Linked DNA regions of Mus musculus: regions 1, 2 and 3 are each linked to region 4. The links are chromatin contacts, called in public Hi-C and HiChIP or PLAC-seq maps. All regions are on one chromosome and are shown on one strand. The core of a region is the stretch at or near the end of the contact, and the rest is flanking DNA. Distances in the headings are between cores, read along the strand shown.

Region 1 (3,170 bases), core at 435-2,934, 160 kb before region 4:
CCACTGGAATTTTGAGTCCAGGGCGATGGAATTCTCCACTGCTCCTTTTCCTTCCTTCCTTCCTTCCTTCCTCCCTCCCTCCCTCCCTCCCTCCCTCCCTCCCTCCCTTCCTTCCTTCCTTCCTTTCTTTCTACTTTTAATGCATTCCTATTCGATGGTAGAGAGCAAGGCAAGGAAAATGATAACAAGCTTCAGAAAAATCACCTCTGTCAAAGGTCTAGCACATCCCATAATTAATGCCCGCCTCCAAGGCCTGAGATGCTTCGTAGCGAGGAAGCAGGTGAGTGCTAAACCAGACTCTCTCCAATGAAGTTTCGAAGATGAGTCTCACTGTCCCCTCTGTCTCAGGTGACACATCTGCACTTCTCCAGGGGGGATCTGTGTTGTGAAAACAACTGAGTCACAAAGGAAATTTTAATATTTAGTCTAATGACATTGGGGTAATTCAACAACAAGAGAAATACAAAATTACATTGCATGACCAGACAGAAAAAGATCTGGTAGGTGTTTTCTGGCCAGTGGCCAGGTAAACGCTGATTATATAAGCAAGTCCTTGACCTAATACCCTACAGGATGCTAAGGAGCCCAAGAGGCCCACCCTTAGCCTGTTGATCTGACTCCAAGGAGACCCTGTGGCAAACTCCCTGAGCCTTTGACAGTCTCTGCTTACCAAAGAGTTTTGAAGGGCTTCCCTGTGACCTTCATGGCAAAAGAAAGATTAAAAGAAAGTTTTTCCTCTTGAGATAACTGGCAAAGCTCTTACTATAGACATTGCTGCTGCCTTCCGTGATGAGGAGGCCCTGACCTGAGGACCCAGTGAGCCACACGTGGCTATGCAGCCCAGGAGTGCCCACTGACTATGCATTTACAGGCATGCATTTTTCTGGAGCAAGTGGTGCACCAACTCTGTCCAACAGAAATACAGCCCAAGTCACATGCATTTTTTTTTCTAACTCCCGATAGCCACATTTTAAGAAGCAAAAAGGAAACAGGTGGAAATTATTTAATAGCAGTTTAATCTAATATTATTATTGTTTTGATGTGCAAATGATGTAGGGTGTCAGGAAAACATTTTCCTCTATTCTTTGTTACCTATTCTAAATCTGCTGTCTTTTACACGCCCAGCACATCATCATTATTACTAGCCACAGTTCAAGCTTTCCGTAGCCACATGTGCCTAGTGGCCACCAGCCGGGCAGCACAGCCCAAGAAATGTTCCAGAATCCTTACAAGTGCTCTCCTGACTGTGACAGGAGAAAAAGGATAAGATTACCTCAGGTTTTCCCCAAAAGAAAAACAGACTTTAGCCAAGTTACCTAAGGAGACAGCCAGGGATGTTCTTATTCCATAAGTAATAGCGGTTCAAATAGCCTTTATCAACTTTCTAAACACAGTGTCCACTGTCCTCAGCAACTGTTGCTTCTCTGACGAGCTGTTTGTTAAAAAACAACAAGACAACCAACCATGCTGATTTGGTGCTGAAATAAAATTACACCCTCACTTTTATGACAAACCCTGAGACTCATGTGAGAGACTTACACCCCTCACTTCTATGACTAATCCCAAGACTCTTAATGTGACACTTAGCCAAAGAGAATTTACCTCAACCCATAGTTCTTCATCCCTGTGGCTGCCCCGTTCTAAAGCAGTAGAACTCAGAGACAGGAAAGGCGCAGGAAACCGCAGGCCGAGCCACATACCCGGTCTGTGTGGCATTGCCGAGAAAGGATCTCTGAGCTTGTGGCCATCCAGCCTCTATGTGGTGAATGGCGAGCAGCTTTCTCTTCAGCTTTGTCCAAGGTTGAGAGAGGAAAAGAGCCCTGAACTCCCTCAGAGTCACTTTCAGAATGGCTTCCTCCTGCGTGGTTAATCCTTCTAAAGGGCTGCTGCCTCCTAAGAACAGCCTTGGGTCTGGCAGGGCCTTCAAGGTCAGTTCTGGTCACACACCCAAGGGATGGATATAGTATGGAGACAGGAGATGATAAGGTATCAGAGGCAATCAGGCAGTGGTGGCTCACACCTTTGAACCCAGCACTCAGGCAGGTGGATCTCAGTGAGTTTGAGGTCAGCCCGGTCTATGAAGCAAGTTCTGGGACAGCTACAGAGACAAATACTGGGTGGAGGCAGGGGCAGAGGTGGGGAGGAGTACCAGAGGCACCTAGCTATTTCAACATTGTGTGTGACATCCTGGCCATGGAAGCAAGTCTCTCTCCAGAGATTTGTTGTTGTTGTTGTTGTTGTTGTTGTTGTTGTTGTTGTTGCTTTAACATTTTCATCTGTGGGTATTCAAGGGTCTAGCCTGTTAAGAATGGCTGTGCCCAGTGGCCATTTTCTTTACAGCCCAGACATTCCTGGGACTACAACACTTCCAGAACCAAAAGAGAACATCAGTCTGCCTAAGATTCTTGGTGTAAGCTTAGTTGGTGCTGAAGTAGATTGCATAAGCATTTAATGGCATTTAGTTGTCCACTGAATGCATATCCTTGGCTGAACACCATGAAAATTACCAAATAAAAACTTTCAAAAATTTTAGGAAAGATCATCATGCAATCTACAAAGAGAAGGTCCAGTCTCTGCAGTGCTGAGGTACTGAGGCCAGGGAGATGATGTCCTGTAGAAGAAAAAAAAAAAAATTAAATGTATGAGTTGCTCTATCTGCATGTACACCTGCAAGCCAGAAGAGGGCATCAGATCCCAGATACAGATGGTTGTGAGTCCCCAGGTAGTTACTAGGAATTGAACTCAGGACCTCTAGAAGAGCAGTCAGTGCTCTTAACCACTGAGCCATTTCACCAGCCCCCATAGCATTCTTAATTTCCCTTCCCTTCCTTGCACACACACACACACACACACACACACACACACACACACACACACACACACTTTCCCTATCTTACACCCCATTTCCTTAAACCCTGTTCCTTGGTCCCCTCCTAATAGGCCACATTCGCACAAGAGCAGGATTTGCGTGACCTGTTTCTGCCATCTTCCCAGGGTCCTTAACATTTAGCAAGCCATGCTTCTTGGAAAGAACGTACGGCAAAGAGGAGCAGAGGCACTGCCCTTCAAAGACTGGGCTGCCTGATTTCCTGAGCAGTATTTCTGTCCATTTTGGGAGAGGACGGAGGAGCAGGGGTGATGGCTGAATTTCACAAGGGAAACGACCAGTA
Region 2 (3,519 bases), core at 302-2,801, 140 kb before region 4:
AGCCTCTCCTGTGTCTGATGCTCATGAGAGCAGCCTGCCTGGCAGACCTGGAACTGAGGTGATCCAACTACAGAAAGTTCACATTTGCCAATCTGTTGTCCATGGAGGTCTCTAAGTGACTCTTACACCCTCCTAACAGAATGTCACTAATATTTAAAAGTATCCTTGCTGTCTACTAAAATCCAATCTCCTAAAACTGTATTACACATTTCTTGTTCCAAACATGAAATTAGCCTTATCTCTAAAAAGTGGTATGTGGAGATGCAGGCTGGGGCAGTCACTGATCTAGGCTTTTCTATAGTGCACACATTTTTATTTATGGAAGAGAGGAAGGATAGAAGAAAGGAGAGAGGGCACAGGGAAAGAGAGCAAGAAAAGCTACCTCATGACTTTATACTGATACTTCAGGTTAAAACTTAGTTCTCTGTTCAGACTCTTCCCTGCAGCAACCCTGCTTCCCATTCCTGTTAGGAAGAGAACTCCAGGGCACAGAATGGTGAGACAGAAGCGCCCATGATTACCCATTCTGTGCCACATCTACAACAAGCACTTGGGTTTCAGAGTTTACCATGACAATGACAAAACCCCTCCCCACACCCCACAGTGAAAGTGAAGTCAGAGGCTTTTAGCTTCTTCTGAAGGAATCTCTAGCCAAATGGAGTTGAGTCTGTGACTTTTGCCCTTCTACAGAAGTGCAGGCTGCTTTCTGCAAAGCGGAATCAAGTTATTCAGACAAAACTCAGTTTTGCAATTGGCATATGGATGGATGTGTGTGTGTGTATGTGTGTGATTTTAAGTATACAATTCTATTATATATTATATAACTATAATTTAATTGTCAAGCAAAGCCATTTGTCGTCAAAATGGATTGGGCATGACGTCACCTTCCTTTGATCTCAGCAAAGGAAAGGCAGAGGCTGGATCTCTATACATCGGAGGCCAGCCTGGTATGCATAATCAGATCTGCTTTGATTATCCTCGTGTGTGTGTGTGTGTGTGTGTGTGTGTGTGTGTACACAGTTCAATATTAAAACCTGAAATTTTACATTGTCCACCATTATAAACATCAAGGGCTTTAACTAAAGGATTGTGTTAAGAAGTCAGAAGAACATTCAGAGCAATGGGAGGAAGACATAAGTGAGAACAAAAATTAAACCAAAAGCTGAGGTTAGCCACGGTAGCTTCACTTCCCATAAACACTTCCTTTGCAAGGCCTGGAGAGTTTACAGCATCGAACTTCCCTGAGTGCTTGAAGAAAGCAGTTGCTGCTTCCCAGCGTCTCCTCATGCTTCACAGGATAAAGTAGAGAGCAGATGATTTGGCTCCAATTAGACTCAACTCAGACCACCAGGCGACCCAGGCTTCATTAGCGGCCTGCTCACCCTGCCCCTGCAGAGACTCATTAGAACAATGAAAACTAGACTGCTGGACAGACGAGAGGAAGAACTGTGGCATGGGAGAGAGCCACGACTCCATTCATCACTGACCCATTGGCATAAGAGCCAGCCATGACTACATTCATCACCAACACACTTGGCATTTGTGAATCACTTCTCATTTCTTAGTCGCAGGAACAAATTAAACCCAATTTCCTTGCTGGGACTAGTAGCCACAGTAAGGGCCTGGGCAGTTTTCTCGGCATCATTATTCCTTCAGAAAAATCATCCAGTCTGGTGTGGTGTCATATACCTGTAATCCCTGGACTCTAGAGGCAGAAGCAGGAGGATTGCCACAAATAACAAGTTCCAAGCCATCCAGGCCTACACAGCAAGAACTTCTTTATTTTAGATTAATTATTTATTTATTTTATATGTATAGGTTTGCTCATATGTATGTCTGTGCACCACATGCATCGAAAAAGGGTGTTAGATCACCTGGAACTGGAATTAGAGACAGTTATAAGCCACCATGTGGGCACTGAGAATCGAACCTGGGTCTTCTACAAGAGCAATGAATGTTCTTAATGCTACTCTTATGTTTGCTCGCATAAGCATTTCCTAAACAACAACATAGGACCTAAATGGGAAGCCTGACATGATGGGGCTCACTTCATTTCTCAATTACTATTAGCTGAGTACAGTAGGAGACACACATAGCTCTAGACTTATGTCTCGAGATATAGCAGAAGCACACACAATAGAGACAAGAAGTAAATTATCCACATATTACCAGGCAGTAAGTCACATATACAAAAAAACAGAAATGAAACCAGCCAGTCATGCTAACACATGACTATAACACAAACTCTCAGAAGGCAGAAGTAGGGAAAGATCGCTTCCAGTTTTAGGCTAGCCTGGGCTTACATAGAGAATTCAAGGCAGCCCTGTACTGGATTATTTAGCAATACTCTGGAAAAAAAAAAAGACATCAGAGAGGGAATCTAGGAGGTAGGTGTGAGAATGCACTTATATTTGTCAACACTGCTTCAGGGCAGTCAAAGTGAGTGGGTGATCAGAGACAAGACCTAGGACAATGACTTTCAGGATAGTAAACCTCCTGCTAATGGCTAACAGGCTCCCCAGCACCGCCATGATTATGCAACCAGAGTATAGGATCTGTGGTATTCTCTCTAAACCAACAGAGAAACCATTTCAAACCCAAAAGGAAAATAATGACTGCAACACATTCTCCAATGAGCAAAGATCTTCCTGCCTTCCCCATTTGTTACCTGGGCCTGGCCCATGGAATGTGTTCAGTTGTTCAGTGATTGGCCAAATGATTACCTGGCTCATACACATAAAGCCAAACTCAAAACAAGTAAGCAATACCCTGAACTCTTTGTGTCTTGGCAGAGCTCTGCCTTTCTGCCCTGTTCATTAGGATCAGGATGCCCAGAACAGAGACAAGGGAGACAAGGATATGCTTGAGGAAGCCTCTTTAGGTGGTGGCCCCTATGCAATGTCAGTATCTCCACTCAGCTGGAATCTTTTGCCTAAGCAGTTCTTGGGACATCTGCTCTGTGTTATCCAGGGTTACACTCTAGAGATATCTGCATTTGTCATGGTCTCCTCCTATACAATGTATATTCCGCTTATAATTATAAGAACTTTATTAGATTGGCTCACACAATCTGTGCCACAATGACTATCTGCGCAATGGAGAAGCAGAGAATTCTGTAACTGCTTGGCCCTAGAAGTTGGAAGCTTGAGAACAAAATTGAAAAATGATGCTGTCCCAGTCTGAGATTTAATGCCTGGAAGCATCTTGGAGAGTGTCTGACTAGGATTCTGAAAGGATGCAGAAGGCAAAATTGTGTCCATGAGTGACACAAGCAGCAATGTGCACATCTGCTCCAGAGTAGTAAAGCTTGCACCTACTGGTTGGTTCCCTCCTTCCTCTACCTTTGTTCCATTCAAGGCTCTAGCCTATTGGACAGTGCCATCCACGTTCAAGGCAAGTCTTCCCCCTTTAAGGGCTGGCCCCTTTGTCCATTTTCTGTCTCTGGAAACACCATCATGGATACAGCCAGAAGGTGCTTTGATAATTTTCTAGGTTCCAATCTGGTTGACAACCTGTTCC
Region 3 (3,493 bases), core at 545-3,044, 200 kb after region 4:
ATGACCCAGTATAGGGGAATGCCAGGACCAGGAATGGGAGTAGGTGGGTTAGGGAGCGATGGGGGAGGAGATCTTCGGAGGGAAAACTAGGAAAGGGGATAACATTTGAAATATAAAAAAAGAAAATATATAATTAAAAAAATCTCAGCCTCAGCATCCTCATCCATAAAATGGGCCTAATAACTGCATCTTATGGGTTTGTTCTGGGAATTTAATACATCCAGCTATGTGTTTGTGTACTTAGTAAGTATTCAACAGATGTTAACAGACCTTCTCATCTCTACTCTCTTGTTTTGACCACAGAAGAAACTTTAGAAAAATCATGTGGCCAAAGGCCTCATATTAGAACTCCTGGCCTAATCTGAGAGTGGCTTAATTCACATCACAGTAGTCCATCCAGAATCAAGGATATAGTCAATGTCCACTCTGCTTTTCCCATCATTCCACCTCGGCTGGCCTTAACATCTCAGATATGAGTTTGACATTTCCCTAATATCCTTTCAAACTCAACCACCAGACTTCTCTTGAACCTGCAATTAATGTTTTCCATCCATCATCCACTCACCAGCAATAGTTTTTTAAATTTAAAAGTCCAATGCACTACAGGAATGCACTGAACACTTTACATATATAGTTTTATCACAACAGAAAGAAAATGCAATTCACAGATGTGGATACTAAGCCTTATAAAGGCTAGAGGCCTTGCCTCATGTTTCATAGCCAAGATATTATTAAGGTCCTAAACTGAGTTTGAAAAACTCAACTCCTTTGGCGTTTCCACAAACAAAACAAATATAAAATTTCATCTGCATCCACTCCAGTGTGATGTTTCTAATCTGTTCATGTTCTGCTTTGACATTTTAGGGCTTTCAAAATCGATGGAAATCGAGGAACTACATCGTCAATAAGGATCAAACTTAAGTTAGATCCCCGGGGAGCTAGCTGCATCCAGTTTAATCATTGGAGCATACAGACACTAGGATTCCTACGCACAGCTTTGAGTCGCAGAAACGGATAACGGTTTGGGGACCTCTGTCCTTCTGGCTATTGCGACGTCTGTCTCTGGTGGTGTAACAGAAACCTTGGCTTTTCGGGAAACTATGATTTCTCCTTCCCAAACCTTACTCCTCAATATTTGTTCCGCAGGACGCCTGAGAAAAGCTGACAAAGAAACAAACCCAGGTTCTAGCAAAGACGTCCCACCCCAGACATGCACGGGCCACCACGCCTGCAAAGCAATCCTAGCACTCGAGAGGCTGAAGCAGAAGAATTGCGGCGAACTGGAAGGTAGCTCGGGCAGCAGAGCGTCTTCTCCTACTACCCGGTCCCATCGCACCCCCACGGCGTCCCGGTCCCGCACCGCCGGGCTCTTCCCACTGAGCCCGCGGCGTGGGGCCGGGAAGGTGGCTGCGCAGCGCTCGGCGGGATGTCGGGCCTCGCGGCGCCGCAATCCAGCACCCAGGCCGCCGCCCGGGTTCCCGTTCCATCCCGCCCCGCCCCACAGGGCCTCGGCGGTCTCCCAGGCCCAGCCCTCGCCGCCCCGAGCCGCCTCACCTTGCGTCTGAAGCGCCGGGAAGAGGCGGGATGGGTAGGAAGCCTCAGGCCGCGCGGCTCTCCGACCAACTGACAGCGTCAGCCCCGCCCTTCCCGCCCACGGAGCGTGCGCCGAGCGAGGAGGCGTCCTCCCACCAATCCTAACTGGAAATTGCACGCCTGCGCACTGGCTGCTGGACGCCTCGACAGGCCTGTGGCAGAGCACCGGGGTCCACCTTTGCCCTAACAAAAGGGCATTGACGACCAATCAGGATTTTTGGGCGTGTCCTAAAAAAGCAGCGACCAATCACGGCGCAGAAGAGAAGATGCGCCTAAGAAAGCGGTCCTCGCTGAGCATCTTTTGTCTCGCCAGGAACCTGGAAAGTGGGGTGGAAAGTCACTCTAGGTTAAAAAAAGAGAGACGGGGAGAGAGGGAGGGAAACAGAGACAGAATTTCTGGAAATTGCCGTGACCAGACTCTAGGAGAGAGATATTTCGTTCACATTCAAGAACAGAGTGAGCAGAACAGTGCAGCGCCCTCCCCCCTCGATTCTAAAAGCACGGTTTCCTTTTTCCCCACTTCTAAAATTAGATAACGCACAAAGCATATACCATTAATGGATGTTTCTCTTCGTACCCCATATTCAGGACAATTTTTAAACTTCCGTTCACCCGACCACGTCATGATTCCTTAGATCAGCAGTCTCCTGATCTCAGTCTCAGAAAACCCAAGGCTTAATTAAAATTGTGTTTCTTATTCAAGTGTACATGTACAATGCCAGACTTTGGGTTGCTAGGTGATTTTCGTGACACTTCATTATAACCTAACCTTTGAAACAAGTATCTTGCTGTTAGCGGTCAGTGACCACAGTATATTCTTACCTGCAAAGCATTCTTGCTTTGACTTTATCAAAACCTCTGAGCTGTAGAGGCCAGCTTACAAATACTTTCTTCTTGGCTTTTCTTTCTTATATAAGGTTCTATTTTTAATTGCATGAATATGTAGCGGTGTGTATGTACTTGCTTGTGCCTGTGCAAGGTGCCTGCAGATGCCAGAAGAGGGAATCAGACCCCTGGGATTGGGGTTACAGGTGGCTGTGAACCATTTGGTGAGGATGATGAGAACTCAACTCAGCTTCCCGTGAAAGAGCAATAAGTACTGTTAACTTCTGAGCCATTTCTACAACTCCCGGGTATCTTAAACCAATCAAGCAGGATTTGCTAACACGTGACCGTAATCCTTTATAAATAAAGTACCTACCATTTAGTGTTTGAGACGAAAGTATTAGGCTTGGACTACAATTCAGGATTTGAAGGAAGGAGAATATGGGAAGAGAGGGAAACCCCAGGTAACGCTAAGAGGAGTGCCAACAAAATAGAATGAATATGGGCAACATTCAAAGAAGGATGGGATTTTCCAAGATAGTGAAGAACACACTTTCTTTTCAAATGCACATGGGCCAGTCATAGAAATGGGCCTGAAAATTTGTTTTTGGTTTTAATTTTTTATTGTATGTATATTTTACTTGCATTTATTTCTCTGAAACACTTGGGTACCTGGTGCCTGAGGACGCCAGAAAAGAGTGTTGGATCTCCTGGAACTGGAGTTACAGACATTGTGAGCTGCCATGTATGTAGGCGCTGGAAATTGAACCTGGATCCTCTGGAAAAGCTGCCAGTGCTCTTAACTGCTGAACTATCTCTCCAACCCCTTCTTTTTTTTTTAATTATATGTATGTGTATATGTATGTATATGTGTGTGTGCATGTGTGCCAGTGTGCACATGAGTGATGAGCCCTCTGAACCCAAACAGGGTGTTATCTGATTCTCTGGAGCTGGAGTTACAAACTTTTGTGAGCCATGCAGCATTGGTGCTATGACCCAAACTTGTGTTCTCTACATAGGAACAGTTCTTGATCACCTCTCCAGCCCCCCAACTGATCTGTTGCCTGAAAAGAAA
Region 4 (3,445 bases), core at 319-2,818:
GGGATAAGATACCCAAATCACCAGGTTCTGGAGTCAATAGTATCTTCCTTCACAGGGGAGTTTCCAAGGTCAACTGTTCCTATTCTCCAATGCGGTGGTTTCTTCTGTGTCTCTAGTGAGGCTGTTGAGGGGGAGGGAACAGGATCTGAAGTAGACGTGTAATACTTTGTGAGTTGAAGATCTGTTTCCTCCTGGCAATGTTGACTTCATCGAGAATCCTTCAGTGGGACTGGTTATGTTTTCTTTGGAGATGGGAATACACGACTCTCTGCTCACCCCAGCTAGGGCACCAGTGGCCGACTAGAATTCACTGAAGTCTACTTAGTGAACCAATGAGCTCTAGTAGGCTTCTTTGTTCAAGCATGGGTGAGAGGATACTTACAGGAGCATGGATCACTTACTGGCCTCTAAACCATGGAAGAAAGGTCTCCCAGAGAGGAGTGACAGCCATTAACACTACTCTCTGTCCTCAGGGCATGCTTTCTGAGACAGACAGACAGACAGACAGACAGACAGACACACACACACACACACACACACACACACACACACACACACCACATAATAGAGGCTAACTTATTAACTAGGCAAGATAAGATATTAATAAACTGGTAAAATTGAGCCATTATAACAATATACCACAATAAAAGTCATCTAAAATGGTGAGCTAATTTCTGTGATTTTTCTACTCGATTTTTTTTTCTCTTTTTAATATTTCAGTCATTTCAGAGAAGCCACTCCTATTTTCTGGAAACATCTAGTGCAGCCCAGGAATCTTTGTACCCCAGTCATCAGCGTCTACCTTTGGCTATCACCAATCTTCATTTTAATTGTTGCTTTAGCTGGATTGAGAAGGAAATGTTACCAGTCTAACTCAGTCCGTGGGAGGAGTTTTTTTATTTGAACCTACAGATGGCCCTACCCAAGTACCTTTATCATATTTTTTTCCTTAAAAGCAAATGATATTGAAACTTAAAAATAAAGTCACTTGGCTTACAAGAAAGCCTTAACACTTGTAGACCTTTCTGAAAGTAGACATAAGTGGTGAAATTGACTCTCATGAGATATATCTAAAAAAATAAGAGGCTCAGATCCTAGAAATAAAATTAAAGATAGTAATTGTTTTATCTATTTTGTGTAAAGTTGGTTTGTTTGATTCCCGCCCCTCCCCATTTCACTGTGTAGACCAGACCCAGGTCCTCCCTGAAATGTTAAATGTGAGCTGGGCATGGGTGTAGATTTTTGTAATCCTAAAACTGGGGAGGATGAGGCAGGACACTCTACAAGTTTGAGGCCAGCCTGGGCTACCTAGTGAGTACAACACTAACCTGGGCTGCTTAAAAAGACGCTATTTCAGAAAACACAAAGTAATGCTCAAATTTGAGCCTTGTGCACTCTAACTACATCCGAGAAGACCGTTGTTATAGAGGGTTCCCTTTCTTGGTTTCCCTTACTCTACCCTGTGTTTCAGGAACTGGTCACCTTGGCAACCAGATCCAAAGTGCTGACAGTACAGGAAAAGTTCCTTTCTCTCCTTCAGTTTAGAACTTATTTATAGCCACATTTTAGATTTAAACGAATTCACCAAGAAACCAGCACACAGCAGCTGCACCTAGCCCACTGACGTAGACAGACGTGGGCAGAGGGTTCTATTCGGTGTTTTGTTTAAAGAGGAGGCTGTCTGTGACCAAAGGGTCTACACACTATCCTTTGTTGGGTATATGTCCACATACCCATGGGTGTGTTGATGTGGGAACCAGCCTGCCCGTAGAGGTGGTCCAGTTTCTGGTTGAGAAGTCCATGTTGAGATCTGTCTGTTTTTCGTGACCTAAAGGCTGCTGCAGGTCTGGACTCTGGACCTACTGATGTCAAGTTCTGACTGTGTCCATGGAGGGCAAAGCAGCCAGTGTCAGTCTGCCTGTGACTGTCAGGCATAAGGACTGGGCCAACCACTGATTTGCTGACACTGCTCTGTAAAGTGAAATGTAAATGTTTACTTTGTCATTCTGCACATATTTTACCGTTTTTATTTTATTTTATTTTATTTTATTTTATTTTATTTTATTTTATTTTATCTTATTTTATTGGTTTTTGAGACAGGGGTTTTCTGTGTAGCCTAGCTGTCCTTGAACTTTGTCTGTAGACCAGGCTGGCCTTGAACTCACAAAGATCCGCCTCCCAAGTCTCTGCCTCCCAAGTGCTGAGATTAAATGTGTGTGCCACCACTTCCTGGCTACTGTTCATTTTAAATTAAACATCTTTTGAGAATGACTCAGGATTTACCAATGTGTACACAACGTAGTGATCTAGTATATATTCACAAATCACATCGTTGTCGGCACGGCTACTTTTACACTATTGTCACCTTGCTCCGTGCCATTGGTCAGTTATTCTTCATTTCCCATCAAGACTCCTCCTAGCTGTGGGTGCCTGGTGACCTACTTCCTGTCCCTGTGGATTGTCTACTGTAGACATCTTATGTGGATGAAACCAGTTTTCAGTATTTCGTGACCGACTTCCACATAGGATAACGTTTGCCGGTTTCAAGCGTGCTGCACCCTGTATCCACGTTGCACTCCTGTTTAGGGCCCAGAGCTGCACTTCATGCCTATATCCATTGTTGAACAGTTTAGGCTGTTCCCCTGTCTACCCTGGTATCATTGCTAGGACTGTTGAGTTGTGCCTTTTGGATACGTTTGTGAACGTGGGAGTAGGATTTCTGGCCTTTCTATTGACCCCATGCTTTACCTTCTAAGCAACCCCTGGGGGGTTGGCCAGGCAGTTGCATCTTGTCACATCCCCACTGTTGAGGGGACAGTCCAGTTTTTTCACATCCCCGCTGGTACTTACTGCCTCTGCTATCACTGTCCTTGTGGGTGTGAAGTGCTTTTAAAGTTGAGGCTTGGGTTTAGGGAGTTTATTTCTGTTGGCTTGATTAGGTTATTTGTTTTCATTGACTATAATATTTTAATTTATTCTTTGAGAATTTCATACATGTATAAATTGTACCTTGATCATATTCACCCTTCCTCCCCTTCAACTTGGGCCTATCACCACCAGGTTATTACTAACCCCAACTCTCAGTTTCATGTCTTGTTTTTCTTCCTTCCTTCCTTTCTCCCTCCTTCCGTTCTTCTATTCCTCCCCTCCTCCCTCCCTACCTCCCTCCCTGCCTCTCTGCGTCCTTCCCTGCCTTCCTATAACCATACCTGAGTCCGGTTAGTGTTGCCTGCAGGTAGGCATGCTATGGCTGTACGTTGTGATGTGGTCAGTATACCAGAGGCCACACCCCTGAAGAAAGATGACTCTTCTCGCTCCAGCTGCTGTCTATTGTCAGTGGGGGCTTGGTGAGCTTCTGTCAAGTCCAGAAGACCCCTTTTGACAGCAGTGCTCCTTAACCATAACAGCCTGTCTCTCCTTGTTCTGTGTTGTTCCCTGAGCCTTG

Evidence for each region. Hi-C and Micro-C count contacts between places; a contact is called where the count stands out from the background. HiChIP or PLAC-seq counts read pairs in DNA pulled down with a chosen protein or histone mark.
Region 1: a contact with region 4 is called in an H3K4me3 HiChIP or PLAC-seq map of bone marrow-derived macrophages, with 2.9 times the contacts expected there. The contact joins two enhancer-like sites. A contact is called at or near these places in 23 of 484 Hi-C or Micro-C datasets (B cells, the C10 cell line, bone marrow-derived dendritic cells and 13 more), 4 of 115 datasets of contacts at active chromatin or transcription factors (bone marrow-derived dendritic cells, bone marrow-derived macrophages, embryonic stem cells and 1 more) and 2 of 9 other capture datasets (adipose tissue and embryonic stem cells).
Region 2: a contact with region 4 is called in a Hi-C map of bone marrow-derived macrophages, with 50 read pairs. The contact joins two enhancer-like sites. A contact is called at or near these places in 2 of 15 datasets of contacts at CTCF or cohesin (large pre-B cells and pro-B cells), 60 of 484 Hi-C or Micro-C datasets (B cells, the C10 cell line, the C2C12 cell line and 33 more), 6 of 115 datasets of contacts at active chromatin or transcription factors (bone marrow-derived dendritic cells, bone marrow-derived macrophages, embryonic stem cells and 2 more) and 3 of 9 other capture datasets (adipose tissue, embryonic stem cells and liver).
Region 3: a contact with region 4 is called in an H3K27ac HiChIP or PLAC-seq map of microglia, with 4 times the contacts expected there. The contact joins the promoter of Scoc here to the enhancer-like site in region 4. A contact is called at or near these places in 19 of 39 promoter capture datasets (the 3T3-L1 cell line, 3T3-L1-derived adipocytes, the C10 cell line and 13 more), 1 of 15 datasets of contacts at CTCF or cohesin (large pre-B cells), 17 of 484 Hi-C or Micro-C datasets (the C10 cell line, the G1E-ER4 cell line, LSK cells and 13 more), 7 of 115 datasets of contacts at active chromatin or transcription factors (bone marrow-derived macrophages, embryonic stem cells, forebrain and 3 more) and 5 of 9 other capture datasets (adipose tissue, embryonic stem cells, liver and 2 more).

The regions. Positions count from the first base shown.
Region 1 is chr8:83,085,142-83,088,311 of GRCm38.p6, forward strand. Rnf150 (ring finger protein 150) reads left to right here. Exons shown (of 7, transcript NM_177378.4): 7 at 1-3,170. Among named protein-coding and RNA genes, the nearest start is that of Tbc1d9, 79 kb to the right of the region's middle. Within about 2 kb of position 1,685, at least 47 of the 459 cell types and tissues checked have an H3K27ac peak or open chromatin away from gene starts, as enhancers often do. A contact at or near this core is called in bone marrow-derived macrophages and microglia, where this site is marked.
Region 2 is chr8:83,101,965-83,105,483 of GRCm38.p6, forward strand. No RefSeq gene overlaps it. Among named protein-coding and RNA genes, the nearest start is that of Tbc1d9, 62 kb to the right of the region's middle. Within about 2 kb of position 1,552, at least 49 of the 459 cell types and tissues checked have an H3K27ac peak or open chromatin away from gene starts, as enhancers often do. A contact at or near this core is called in adipose tissue, bone marrow-derived macrophages, hematopoietic stem and progenitor cells and 1 more, where this site is marked.
Region 3 is chr8:83,440,868-83,444,360 of GRCm38.p6, forward strand. Scoc (short coiled-coil protein) reads right to left here and starts at 1,795. Exons shown (of 4, transcript NM_019708.4): 1 at 1,555-1,795.
Region 4 is chr8:83,242,808-83,246,252 of GRCm38.p6, forward strand. All of the region lies in intron 9 of Tbc1d9 (TBC1 domain family, member 9), which reads left to right. Among named protein-coding and RNA genes, the nearest start is that of Gm42027, 22 kb to the left of the region's middle. Within about 2 kb of position 1,569, at least 24 of the 459 cell types and tissues checked have an H3K27ac peak or open chromatin away from gene starts, as enhancers often do. A contact at or near this core is called in adipose tissue, bone marrow-derived macrophages, hematopoietic stem and progenitor cells and 1 more, where this site is marked.